Regions from separate parts of the Sus scrofa genome. Here region 1 is linked to region 2. Evidence: chromatin contacts called from public Hi-C data. All regions are on one chromosome and are shown on one strand. Each heading gives the region's core, a stretch centred on a gene start, on an enhancer-like site or on the middle of the called end of the contact. The rest is flanking DNA. Distances are from core to core; before and after follow the strand shown. Region 1 overlaps LOC110261129 (a long non-coding RNA gene). Region 2 has its middle 15 kb from the start of PNRC2.

Region 1 (6,943 bases), core at 2,020-4,519, 6.3 Mb before region 2:
GCAATCTTAGTGAAAGTTCTCTCAGATACAGAGAAGGGTGCAGAGAGGAGCTGAGATCAAGGGTCAGAGATGTCTGTTGAACACTTAATGGTGAAAAAAGAAATGTCTTATTCTGATATGAAGGAATCAAAGTACCCAGGGCAAACCTGAATTTGACCAAATCATTGCTTCGAGTTTCTTCCTCTGCTGCGAGACACAAACAAGCTCAAACTGTCTCGGGGCAAATGGCTTTACCACAGTCTCTCCATTCTTGGGATCTCTTTTGTTGACAATGTCCCATGGGATGCATTTGGATGGAGACAAGATCACAGCTGACCAATGTGCTACCTAGGCTCACAGAAACCACTTGCTATAGTTTCAGGAATTTTGCAAGCTGGCTGTTGAATAGACATTATGAAAAATTCAATTGTAGGAGTTCCCATCGTGGCACAATGGTTAACGAATCCGACTAGGGATTTCATGAGGTTGTGGGTTCGATCCCTGGCCTTGCTCAGTGGGTTAAGGATCTGGTGTTGCCATGAGCTGTGGTGTAGGTCGCAGATAAGGCTCGGATCCCTAGTTGCTGTGGCTCTGGCGTAAGCCCGAGGCTATAGCTCCGATTAGACCCCTAGCCTAGGAACCTCCATATGCCATGGGAGCGGCCCTGGAAAAGGCAGAAAGATAAATAAATAAATAAATAAATAAATAAATAAATAAAATAAAGTAAAATAAAAAATAAAAATTCAATTGTAGAATTCCCTTCGTGGCTCAGCGGTTAACAAACCTGACTAGTGTCCATGAGGACTAGGGTTCGATCCCTGGCCCCGCTCAGTGGGTTAAGGATCTGGCATTGCCAGGAGCTGTGATGTAGGTTGCAGACCTGGCTCAGATCCTGAGTTGCTGTGTCTGTGGCCTAGGCCAGCGACTACAGCTCCAATTCAACCCCTACCCTCAGAACCTCCATATGCTGCAGGTATGGCCCTAAAGAGAAAAAAATTAAATTGTATAAGTTTACAATTAGGAAATACTGAAATAGGGGTTCTCTTCATGGCTCAGCTGTTAGCAAACCCGACTAGGATCCATGAGGATGCAGGTTCGATCCCTGGCCCCGCTCAGTGGGTTAAGGATCCGGCGATGTCTGTGTACATCACAGACATGGCTCGGATCCCTTGTTGCTATGACTGAGCCATAGGCCAGCGGCTATAGCTCCGATTGGACCCCTAGCCTGGGAGCCTCCATATGCCACAAGTGCAGCCCTCAAATAGCAAAAAAAAAAAAAAAAAAAAAAAAAAGAAGAAGAAAAAGAAAGAAGAAATAGTAAAACAAAGACAATACTCTGAAACTCATGACTTTCTAATGATTTTACTACATTTTACTGTTCTCTTGAGGTTATCTGTATCTATTGTACAGGGTATTGTATCGTGTATCTATTGAGCAGTGGAAATTTGACCTAACCACGTGCTTCCATACACCTCTTCCCAACTCTATGCTGAGTGACATCACCTCAGCAACTCGGAATCCGCCAAGGCGGGAGTTGGCATATGTTACAAATCAGGGCTTGTTGACTTTCTAAATTAGCGAAAGTGATGGACAAAATATGAACAGTGCAAAACTAAACTGAAATGCTGAAGCTGAAAGAGGTTTCAGCGTAATGAATATATTTATAGGAGAGTGAGAAGAGTGTAACAGTAGATCACGTATCAGATTGAATGACAACACATTTATGGGAGAAGAGTTAGTGTCGCAACCTGGAATGCAATTCCACTTCAAAGTTTGGTTGAATTGCAGATAGTTTGACTAGAGATAAAGGATTCAGCAAAAATTAACAAAAACCTTCTGGAGAATCAACTGACCACAGGGGATTTGCAATCAAGAGTTCCCACTTTGGTTCTTTATAAGTTATGTTCTATAGACTGGTTATATCAGTAAAAAAAAAGAAAGAAAGAAAGAAAAGAAATTGTCTTTTTAGGGCTGCACCCTTGGCCTATCGAGGTTCCCAGGCTAGGGGTCGAATCAGAGCTAGAGCTGCCAGCCTACGCCACAGCCACAGCAACGTGGGATCCGAGCCACGTCTGCGACTTACACCACAGCTCACTGCAACCGCTGGATCGATCCTTAACTCACTGAGTGAGGCCAGGGATCAAACCTGTGTCCTCATGGATACTAGTCAGATTGGTTTCCACCAAGCCACAACTGGAACACCTATGTCAGTAACATTTATAGTTGACATATGCACATATGTATGTAATGTATACATTTGGATTTCTGAAGACCCAATTGACAAAAATTTGCTGGCACACGGCTGGACAAACCCAAGTTTACTAAGGTCTTGTGCAAAGCACTTTTCTGAAATTGGGCAAAGGGCTTACTCCTGGGCCTACTGGGCAGAAAGTCAAACTCTGACAGCAGGCGTTTGCAGCAAAGTAAAAGGTTTATTGCAGGCCTTCAAGCAAGGGAGTGGGAGATGAGCCTCAGATCTCCCCAAACTTGGTCTTTGAGTTAGGGGGTTTCTTTAAAGGGGAAGGAGAAAGAGGCTGGGATTAATCATCATGTGACTTTTCAGTGGCCTTTCTTAATTGTAGTTTCGGGAGTCAGAATGTCTCTGGTTTATGATCATCCGGCCAGGTGGTCCCTGGCGGGGACAGGGGAGGGGTCCGTTAGCTCCTCTTGCCCTGGAGGAATAACCTGAATTGGCACACTCACAATGTTATCTATTCCAACAACTTTAGTATCTTAACTGTGTTCTCAACAACAGCGATTTTAGTCATCTGACTCTGGTTGATGAGTGATTGTTTAGCACAGGATTGAGGTCAGAGGGGACAAGAAAGACGTTTTGTTTTTTGTTTTTTTGTTTTTTTATCTTTTTGCCTTTTCTAGGGCCACTCCCTCGGCATATGGAGGTTCCCAGGCTAGGGGTCTAATCTGAGCAGTAGCCACCGGCCTACAACACAGCCATAGCAACGCCAGATCTGAGCCGCGTCTGCCACCTACGCCACAGCTCACGGCAACGCCAGATCCTTAATCCACTGAGCAAGGGCAGGGACCGAACCCACAACCTCATGGTTCCTAGTCGGATTCGTTAACCACTGCACCACGACAGGAACTCCAAGAATAAAGTTTTGGATAGAGAGATTAATCATAAACTGGAAAGGGAACTTGGTTTCATTACTTCCTGGGGAAGTCCTCTCCACTATGGGAAGTATTTTCAAAACAAGGAGACACATCACATGCCTTCCTTGGGGACATGGCCAGGTCACAAATAGCTCTGTGGTTTTGGAATCTTTTTCAGCAATGACAATATATCTTTTCTTTTTTCTCTTTCTTTTTAAGGCCACATCTGCCGCATCCCGGGGCTAGTCATCAAATGGGAGTGGCAGCTGCTGGCCTACACCACAGCCACAGGAAGGCCAGATCTGACCCGTATCTTCAAACCAGATCTATAACCCACTGAGCAAGGCCAGGGATTGAACTCCTATCCTCATGGATACTGTCGGTTTTTTGTTTGGTTTGGTTTGTCTCTTTGGGGTGGCACAAACTCACAGCATATGGAAGTTCCCAGGCTAGAGATCTAATCGGCCAGCCTACACTGCAGCCACAGCAACACCAGATCCGAGCTGCATTGGCAAAACCTACGCCATAGGTTGTGGCAACGCCAGATTCTGAACCCACTGAGCAAGGCCAGGGATCAAATCCACATCCTCAGGGTTACTAGTCAGGTTCTTAACCCACTGAACCACAACAGGAACGCTTGTGTCGGGCTTGTAACTGGCTGAGCCACAATGGGAACCCTTCAACAATGACAATAGAACTGTGAACTGAAGTTTGGCCCTTGCCATCAGCCTCTACCTGGAGTGGAGCATGAGCCACTGCAGCTGCCGACCCGCAGAAACCTGCCCCGCCAGTGAGTCCTGGGCATTCAACTGGCCTCCATTAGGAACAAAAGTTTTTTTGTTTTGTTTTGTCTTTTTGCCTTTTCTAGGGCTGCTCCTGTGGCACATGGAGGTTCCCAGGCCAGGGGTCGAATCGGAGCTGTAGCTGCCGGCCTACCCACACAGCCACAGCAATGTGAGATCCGAGCCGCATCTGGGACCTACATCACACCTCATGGCAACCCACTGAGCAAGGCCAGTGATCGAACCCACCCCCTGAGTGGAGCTTAGCGGGGAGACCAGGAGTGAGACACGCTGTACTCTGGGAAAACTGGAAGAACGGGCCTTTAGATAGATATTTTCAGGAGAAGATTTTTTTTTTTTTCATGTCTTTTGTTGTTGTTGTTGTTGTTGTTGTTGCTATTTCTTGGGCCGCTCCCGCGGCATATGGAGGTTCCCAGGCCAGGGGTCGAATCGGAGCTGTAGCCACCAGCCTACGCCAGAGCCACAGCAACACAGGATCCGAGCCGTGTCTGCAACCTACACCACAGCTCACGGCAACGCCGGATCGTTAACCCACTGAGCAAGGGCGGGGATCGAACCCGCAACCTCATGGTTCCTAGTCGGATTCATTAACCACTGCGCCAAAACGGGAACTCCCAGGAGAAGATTTTATGCTAATTCTTGCATTTCCTCATATCTAGAAAAAACACTAAAATCCATCAATGATGACTGATATTGGTAACTAGTAGCAACCTTCACGGGACCGGCAGCAAACGTCCGTAAAATGTGTGCCTGGCTGCGTGGGCCTCCCCCTTCACTTTTAGGACTTATATCATGATAGTTCCCCTTTCCTCTTTGGGGTGCTATTTCAGAGCTCTCTGAAATACTCCCTCTTAGGCTGCCGTTAGTGGGCAAAACAAAAGAACAGCCACTCTCAAGGGTGGGCCCATAGGGAACTCTGGAAAGTGTATCAGAGGAGTGATTCCAGTAAGCCCGCATCTTCCCATAGAAATGGTTTTCTGGGAGTTCCCGTCATGGTTCAGTGGTTAACGAACCGGACTAGGAACCATCAGGTTTCGGGTTCGATCCCTGGCCTCGCTCAGTGGGTTCAGGATCTGGTGTTGCCATGAGCTGCAGCATAGGTTGCCGACACAGCTCAGATCTGGAGTTGCTATGACTGTGGCTGTGATGTAGGCAGGCCGGCAGCTCTGATTCAACCCCGAGCTTGAAAAAAAGAAAAGAAAAGAAATGGTTTTCTGTAAATTTTCTGTAAATCTGGTTATCTGTAAATCTTTTGTTCCTAGAAGTTCCCGTCGTGGTGCAGTGGTTAACAAATCCGACTAGGAACCATGAGGTTGTGGGTTCCATCCCTGACCTTGCTCAGTGGGTTAAAGGGTCCAGCGTTGCCGTGAGCTGTGATGTGAGTTGCAGACGTAGCTCAGATCCCACATTGCTGTGGCTATGGTGTAGGCCAGCAGCCACAGCTCCGATTTGACCCCTGGCCTGGGAACCTCCATGTGCTGCAGGAGTGGCCCTAGAAAAGGCAAAAAGACAAAGAAAAAAAAAAAAAACTTTTGTTCCTAATGGAGGCCAGTTGGATGCCCATGACTCACTGGCAGGGCAGGTTTCTCTTCACTGCAGTTAATTCGAAAGTCTCCAAGATAACTGGCCACTTGGTGGACTGTCCATTATCCGACCAGGTACACTGTTGTCAGTGAAAATGCCTTCATTACACATATGACATTTTTATTTGTAAAAAGATTAAAAAAAAAAAAAAGGAATATGTCTGAGTTCCCGTTGTGGCTCAGTGGTAACAAATTCCACTAGTATCTATGAAGATGTGGGCTCCATCCCTGGCCTTGCTCAGAGGGTTAAGGATCTGGCGTTGCCATGAGCTGTGGTGTAATTTTTTTTTTTTTGTCTTTTGTCTTTTGTCATTTTAGGGCCACACCCAAAGCATGTGAAGGTTCCCAGGCTAGGGGTCTAATCAGAGCTGTAGCTGCCAGCCACAGCCACAGCCGCAGCAACACCAGATCCGAGCCATGTCTGCGACTACACCACAGCTCACGGCAATGCCGGATCCTTAACCCACTGAGCAAGGCCAGGGATCGAACCTGCAACCTCATGGATCCCAGTCAGAGTTGTTTCCACTGTGCCACAAGGGAACTCCAGTGGTGTAATTTTCAGACAGGAATTGGATTCCACATTGCTGTGGCTGTGGCTGTGGCCGGCAGCAATAGCTCCAATTAGACCCCCCTAGCCTGGGAACTTCCACATGCCACCTGTGTGGTCTTAAAAAGACAAAAAAAAAAGGCATGCATCTCTAGCTCAGACATCTTTTAATATTGATACTGTAATAAAGACAATCATCTCTGTTTCTGCCGTCTGCTGACTATCCTGGGGTTGCTCACGGAAAGCAGTCCAGGCGATGTTGCATTATAATCCTCTTTCTTCTTCATTTCACAAGAGGCCCTGAGAGCTCTGGGTCGACAGTGCCTGACAGTGCCGCCTCCTCAACCCAGGGAGCGAGCAAGGGAATCTGTTGATCGTTTTCACTCCATCGTGCTGTAACTCAAGTCTCAATAAAGCCTTGAATCCCGACAAAGTCTCACCTGGATTTCTTGTCTGGCCTCTTCTCAATTTCTGTTGACTAGAGTCTAAGGGAGTTCCCGTCGTGACTCAGTGGTTAACAAATCTGACTAGGAACCATGAGGTTGTGGGTTCGATCCCTGGCCTTGCTCAGTGGGTTAAGGATCTGGTGTTGCCATGAGCTGTGGTGTAGGTCAAAGATGCGGCTCAGATTCTGCCTTGCTGTGGCTGTGGTGTAGGCCAGCAGCTATAGCTCTGATGTGACCCCTAGCCTGGAAACTTCCATATGCCACAAGCTCAGCCCCAAAAACAACAACAAAAAAGAACAAAAAAGAAAAAGAAAAAACACCGAATGCTTGTTGAACAGTTACCACATGCTAGGCACTTCTAAGACTTTATTTTTTATTTATTTATTTATTTTCAATTTTTTTAATAGTTATTTCCCCAATACAACTTTTTTTTTTCTACTGTACAGCATGGTGACCCAGTTACACATACATGTA
Region 2 (6,330 bases), core at 249-2,748:
CTATCAATATCCCAATGACATTTTTTTTCAGATAGAAAAATCCATCCTAAAAATCATGTGGAATCTCAAAGAAGCTTGAATAGCCAAGACGACTTTGAAAACGGAAGGACAAAGTTGAAAGTCTCACACTTTCTGATTTCAAAATTTACTGCAAAGTTACAGTCATCAAAACAATGGAAGACTGGCTTAAATATACAGATCAATAGAATAGAATAAAGAGCCCGCAAATAAAACCTCATATACATGCTCAAATGATTTTCAGCAAGGGTGCCAAGACCATTCAGTGGAGGAGAGGGCAGTCATTTCAATGACTTCATGCAAAAAATGAAGTTGGACTCTCATGTTTTACCATGGTAGAAAAAGGAAGTAAAATAAAAATACTTCTTTATAGAGTTCCCATCATGGCTCAACAGTTAACGAATCCGACTAGTATCCATGAGGATGCACGTTCCATCCCTGGCCTCGCTCAGTGGGTTAAGCATACGGTGTTGCCCTGAGCTGTGGTATAGGTCGCAGACATGGCTCAGATCCTGTGTTGCTGTGGCTCTGGTGTAGGCTGACAGCTATAGCTCTGATTAGACCCCCTAGCCTAGGAACCTCCATATGCCTTGGGTGTGACCTTAAAAAGCAAAAAAAAAAAAAAAAAGATACTTCTTTATACCATGGATCTTTTCAACGTGCCACGGTACTAGCTGAAACCCCCTGACGTATCTGGGGTCTCGGTCAAGGGTGCAAATGGAGATCCTTCCATCATTTGCCTAAATATTTAAATGGGACAAACCAAAAAAACATTTAAATAAAAGATGTCCAATCTTCCTACCTTGTCAAACTTACATTCATAATGACAAAATCAATCGCAAACCTTCATAGCATTTGGATGCAGTTGCCTTTTGTTTCAAGGCCACGGGGCAAGGTTATGTGGAAAGCATTTCCCTGGGGCCTGAACAGGGTTAGTCCCAAGAGTGGATGCCAAGGATTGTGTCGTGGCAGCGCTGAGTGCCGGAAGCACCCTGTGTTCTTGCCACGCAGAGCAACCCATGTGGCCAAACGGTCCTTCAACGGTGATGGCTGGCAGGATTGGTTTCATTTAGATATGCGGTTTTTGTTCCTGTAGGCATTCATCTTGAGATAGGATGATCATCACCTGTTTGTATATTGCATTCTGCACAATTTTGGGGGGGTCATTTTGAGCTTTTATTTTAATCTCTCATTCAGGAAATAAGAGGCTCAGCTTCCTCCCAAGACTGCAATGGGGAGTCTGTCATCTCAAGGGCTTCAGTCACTTCCGGGCTCGACTTGGGGAGGATCCACTTCCAGACTCCCTCACACAGCTGTCCACAGGCCTCGGGTTCTCCCTGGCTCTTGTCTGAAGGCTTCATTTCCTTGTCCCAGGGCCTTCTCTGCAAAAAATATGCCTTTCAGCAAGGACTTTCCCTCAGGGCAGGCTAAAGCCTGAGAGCAAAAGCAAGGTGGAAGTCACAGTCTTTTTGTGACCTCATCTCAGAAGTAACATCCCATCACTGGTTTTGTATTGCGGTAAAATACAAATAACACAAAATTTACCACCTTAACCACCATTAAGTGTGCAGTTCGGTGGCATTACGTGCATTTACACTGTGGTACAACCATCACCACTGCCCCTCTGCAGAACTTTTTATCATCTGAAACTGAAACTCTGTCCCCAATAAACAATAACTCTCCCTTTTCCCCTTCCCTCACCCCTGATAATAACCACTGTTCTACTTTCTGTCTCTCTGATTTTGACACCTCTAGGTACCTCATTTAAATAGAATCATACAATATTTTTCCTCTTGTGTCCAGCCGATTTCACTTAGCATAACATCATCAAGGTTCACCTACGTCACAATATGTATTTGAATTTCCATTCTTTTTTTTTTTTTTTTTTTTTTGTCTTTTTGCTCTTTCTTGGGCCACTCCCGCGGCATATGGCGGTTCCCAGGCTAGGGGTCCAATCGGAGCTGTAGCCACTGGCCTATGCCAGAGCCACAGCAACGTGGGATCCAAGCCGAGTCTGCGACCTACACCACAGCTCACGGCAACGCCGGATCCTTAACCCACTGAGCAAGGGCAGGGATCGAACCCGCAACCTCATGGTTCCTAGTCGGATTCGTTAACCACTGCGCCACGATGGGAACTCCCTCCATTCTTTTTTAAAGACTGAATAATATTCCACTGGTAAGGATATACCACATTTTGTTTATCCATTTATCTGTTGATGGACATTTGGATCCTTTCCACCTTTTGGCCACTGTGGATAATGCCGCTTTTTTTTTTTTTTTTTTTTTTTCTTTTTAGGGTTGCACTCTTAACATATGGAAGTTCCCAGGCTATGGGTTAAATCGGAGCTGTAGCTGCTGGCCTACACCATGGTCACAGCAATGCCAGATCTGAGCTGAGTCTGCAACCTACACCATAGCACATGGCAACACTGGATCCTTAACCCACTGAGCAAGGCCAGGGATCAAATCCTCGTCCTTATGGACACAAGTCAAACTCATTACCACTGAGCCACAATGGGAACTCCAAATTATACTGCTATTGAAATGGGACAGGACGTCATCAGCGTGACTTTTGGCCGTAGAAAAACTTAAGCCAAAGAATAAATTTAATCAGAGAAGTGAGAAAATGCTGAAGCAAAAGAAAGCAGTCCCATAAGACCAAATAATAATCATATGGTCATTAAGCAAAGTCAAGGACTTTTAGTTCCTCTTCAAGGGCCACGAATACCATTCTGAGCTGTATCCTTTGATCTGTCTTATGGATACTGAAACCCCTACCAGCTGGAAGATGGCCAGAATGTAGGCATGACATAAGCTCCTCAATTCCAAGAAATGGCCTCAAAGAAATGAGAACAAACCAACCCTAGAGCTGAAGATTAACTGTACTTAAAACAATCAAGACTGGAGCTCCTACTGTGGCACAGTGATGCAGCAGCTTGGTCTCTGCAGAGGTGTGGGTTTGATCCCTGGCTGGCGCAGTGGGTTAAAGGATCTGGCATAGGTTGTCGCCATGGCTCAGATTTAGTCTCTGGCCTGGGAACTTTCATATGCTGTGGGTGTGGCCATAAAAATTAAAGATTTTTTAAAAACAAAATAAACACAATAAAGATGACACCGATCAGACTACTACAAGGTGACTGCCAGAGCTGACTCTGTTGTTTCTATACGTAGCCCCCTCCTTCCGTCTATACATCCCTAAAACTCCCCTTTAAAAACGATTGCCCCCTAGGAGTTCCTAGCGTGGCTCAGCAGAAACAAATCTGACTAGTATCCGTGAGGACACAGGTTCAATCCCTGGCTTCGCTCAGTGGGTTAAGGATCCAGCGTTGCCACAAACTGCAGTGTAAGTCACAGATGTGGCTTAGATCTAGTGTTGCTGTGGCTGTGGTGTAGGCCCGCAGCTGTAGGCCCAACTGGACCCCTAGCCTGGGAATTTCCATATGTCACAGGTGTGGCTATAAAAAGAAAAATAAATACATACATAAATGAAAAATAGCTCAGGCGAATGTGAAATATTATTGGTTATAATTTAAGAGTTAAGTTAATGATTGGCAGATGTCTCAGATGAATGTTCCTAAGTAGAAGAAGGAGGTCTTTTCAGCTGCATTTAGCGCCTGTCAAATGAATCCTATTTTGGTTGAATGTTGACTTGGGGAAGTTTGCTGCTCCCTGTGTGGAAAAGGAATGGCAAACCCACTAATATAACCATGTTGAAGAATTTCCCTTCTTGCTACGCTAGAAACTACCGAGGTTCTCCAGACTTCTACCAGAAGAACCACAACTTGGGAGTTCGCATAGTATCTCAGTGGTTAACAAACCCAACTAGCATCCATGAGGACGAGGGTTCGATCCCTGGCCTCGCTCAATGGGTTAAGGATCCAGCATTGCCATGAGCTGTGGTGTAGGTCACAGACATGGCTAGGTTCTAGAGTTGCTATGACTGTAGTGTAAGCCAGCAGCTGTAGCTCCAATTCAATCCCTCACCTGGGAACCTCATGTGCCATGGATGCAGCCTTCAAAAGACAAAAAACAAAACCTGAGTTTTAGGGAAGCTTCTGAATCAAATTTCATGGGCATCTGTCTCATAATGTCAAATCTTGCTCAAGCTTCCCTAGAGTTTCCTGATCAGGTCACACACAAGAGAATTTTGTCAAAACAAGTTTCCACAGGACCTCTTGGCCTGAGAGAGTTCTGCTTTTATTTATTTATTTATTTATTTATTTATATTTTGTTTTATTTTATTTTATTTGCTTTTTAGGGCCACACCTGTGGCATGTGGAAGTTCCCAGGCTAGGGATCAAAGCAGAGCTGCCTCTGCCAGCCTACACCACAGCCACAGCAACACCAGGATCTGAGCCTCGACTACAACCTACACCACAGCTCAGGGCAACGCCAGATCCTTAACCCACTGAGCAAGGCCAGGGATGGAACTCGCATCCTCATGTATACTAGTCAGGTTCATAACCTGCTGAGCAACACAGGGAACTCCAAGAGAATTCTGCTTTTAAATAACTTCACCCCCACCTCCTCCCCTGTCAGATTCTCCTACTTGAATGGAAGGCTTCCTTCCTACCCTGAGGGATGTGTGTGGGGGTGGGTGGGTGGGGGGCTCTGCTGGAGCCATAAAGTCTCTCTCAGCTTCTCTTTTCCCCCTTTTTTTTTGAAACCACATCTGCAAACTCTCAGAAAGAAAATGCTAGGTTGAGTTTCAACCCCCAGGCTGGAAGGCATGATTTAGAAGTGTTTCAGGAACACTGACATTTATTGTAAAGGGTTTTTGAAAGGTGTTCTCATTTTCATCACACTTTAATGAGCAGAAATAATTGCCTGAGTGCTTCGGCTTAAATGAGGAATCCACTCCATCTACTTTTTTTTTTCCTGAGCTCTAATTCAGTCCTTGGAGCTGGTTTGGATGCTCTGTGGGTGCAGAGATGAAGATGACATGAGTCTTGCCTTTAAGAAGTTTTGACAGTGAGAGTCAGAATTGGGGCAACCGTGTACACTGCAGTGCAGAACAGGCCAGGTGCTCCGAGGGAGCTACAAATAGCTAGAAAAAGGTTTCTCCACCTTTACCCACAGCATGGCTTTCATTTACAGAAGCCCTTTCGCTTCCTTTCACAAGCTCTCCTTGAGTTTCGCACCCCCCACCTCCAAATGGGGCAGCACAAGCTCCAGAGCCTGACAGCCTGGTTTTGAATCCCAGCTCCACCACTCAGACATTGCACAACCCTGGGCAAGTTACTGAAAGTCTCTGGGTCAGTTTCGTCATTGGTAGAACAGAGATGATGATGTCTAGCTCACTGGGTAGTTGTGAGGATTGAGGGAAGTGTGGGTTTAAAGGGCTCAGAGCCCAGGAAGTGCTGAGCATTTAATTACATTCGCAGTGACAGCACTTCCATTTCATAAATGAGGAGCCTGAGGTTTAGCTGACTTGGGCAAGTTGGCTTAGCCCAGAATCATCCAGATTGCATCCAAGATTTCTGACTCCACGTTCAATGCTCCATCGGTGGTTCAGCAACCTGAACACTATGGGAATTCAGAACCTGACCCAGGGTTTGGGAAAAGGGGTCCAGGTGGGGGTAGTGGAAATCCAGGGAGGTTACCTAAGACAGCATGCAATGGAGATTGTCCTTGAGCTCCCATATAGGAAAACTTTCATCTAAAGATGAATTCGTGGGAGTTCCTGTTGTGGCTCAGCAGGTTACAAACTCAACTAGTATCCATGAGGATGCAGGTTTGATCTCTGGCCTCACTAAGTGGGTTAAGGATTTGGCACTGCCATGAGCTGTGGTGTAGGTCACAGACTCAGCTCAGATCCCACGTTGCTGTGGTTGTGGCGTAGGCCACCAGCCACAGCTCTGATTCGACCCCTAGCCTGCCATATGGAACTTCTGTATGCCACAGGTGTGGCCCTAAAAAGAAAAAAAATAAATTAGTTGAAATTAATTTGGAAAGATACCTGCACCCCAATGTTCATTGGAGCACTATTTACAATAGCTGAGACATGGAAACAACCTAAAAAAGTCCATCAACAGATGAATGGATAAAGATGTGTGTCACAGTGGGTCAAGGATCTGGCATTGTCACTGCAGTAGGTCCCTGCCATGGTGCAGGTTTGATCCCTGGCCTGAGCAGAGCCCAAAAACAAAAAAATGGAAGATTCGTGTATATATATAATGGCATACTACTCAGCTATAAAAAGAAGGAAATAATACCATTTGCAACAATATGAATGGACCTAGAGATTATCATACTAACTGAAATAAGCCAGATAGAGAAAAACAAATATCACATGATATCACATATGTGG

The links. A called contact is a pair of places that touch in the nucleus more often than the background predicts.
Region 1: a Hi-C map of retroperitoneal adipose tissue shows a contact between it and region 2, with 8 times the contacts expected there. The contact joins two enhancer-like sites. A contact is called at or near these places in 8 of 47 Hi-C or Micro-C datasets (embryonic fibroblasts, fetal skeletal muscle, liver and 5 more).

The regions. Positions count from the first base shown.
Region 1 is chr6:87,967,872-87,974,814 of Sscrofa11.1, reverse strand. It overlaps LOC110261129 (a long non-coding RNA gene), which reads right to left. Exons shown (of 3, transcript XR_002344960.1): 3 at 6,803-6,943. Among named protein-coding and RNA genes, the nearest start is that of FABP3, 21 kb to the right of the region's middle. Within about 2 kb of position 3,269, at least 4 of the 83 cell types and tissues checked have an H3K27ac peak or open chromatin away from gene starts, as enhancers often do. A contact at or near this core is called in retroperitoneal adipose tissue, where this site is marked.
Region 2 is chr6:81,705,174-81,711,503 of Sscrofa11.1, reverse strand. No RefSeq gene overlaps it. Among named protein-coding and RNA genes, the nearest start is that of PNRC2, 15 kb to the left of the region's middle. Within about 2 kb of position 1,498, at least 10 of the 83 cell types and tissues checked have an H3K27ac peak or open chromatin away from gene starts, as enhancers often do. A contact at or near this core is called in retroperitoneal adipose tissue, where this site is marked.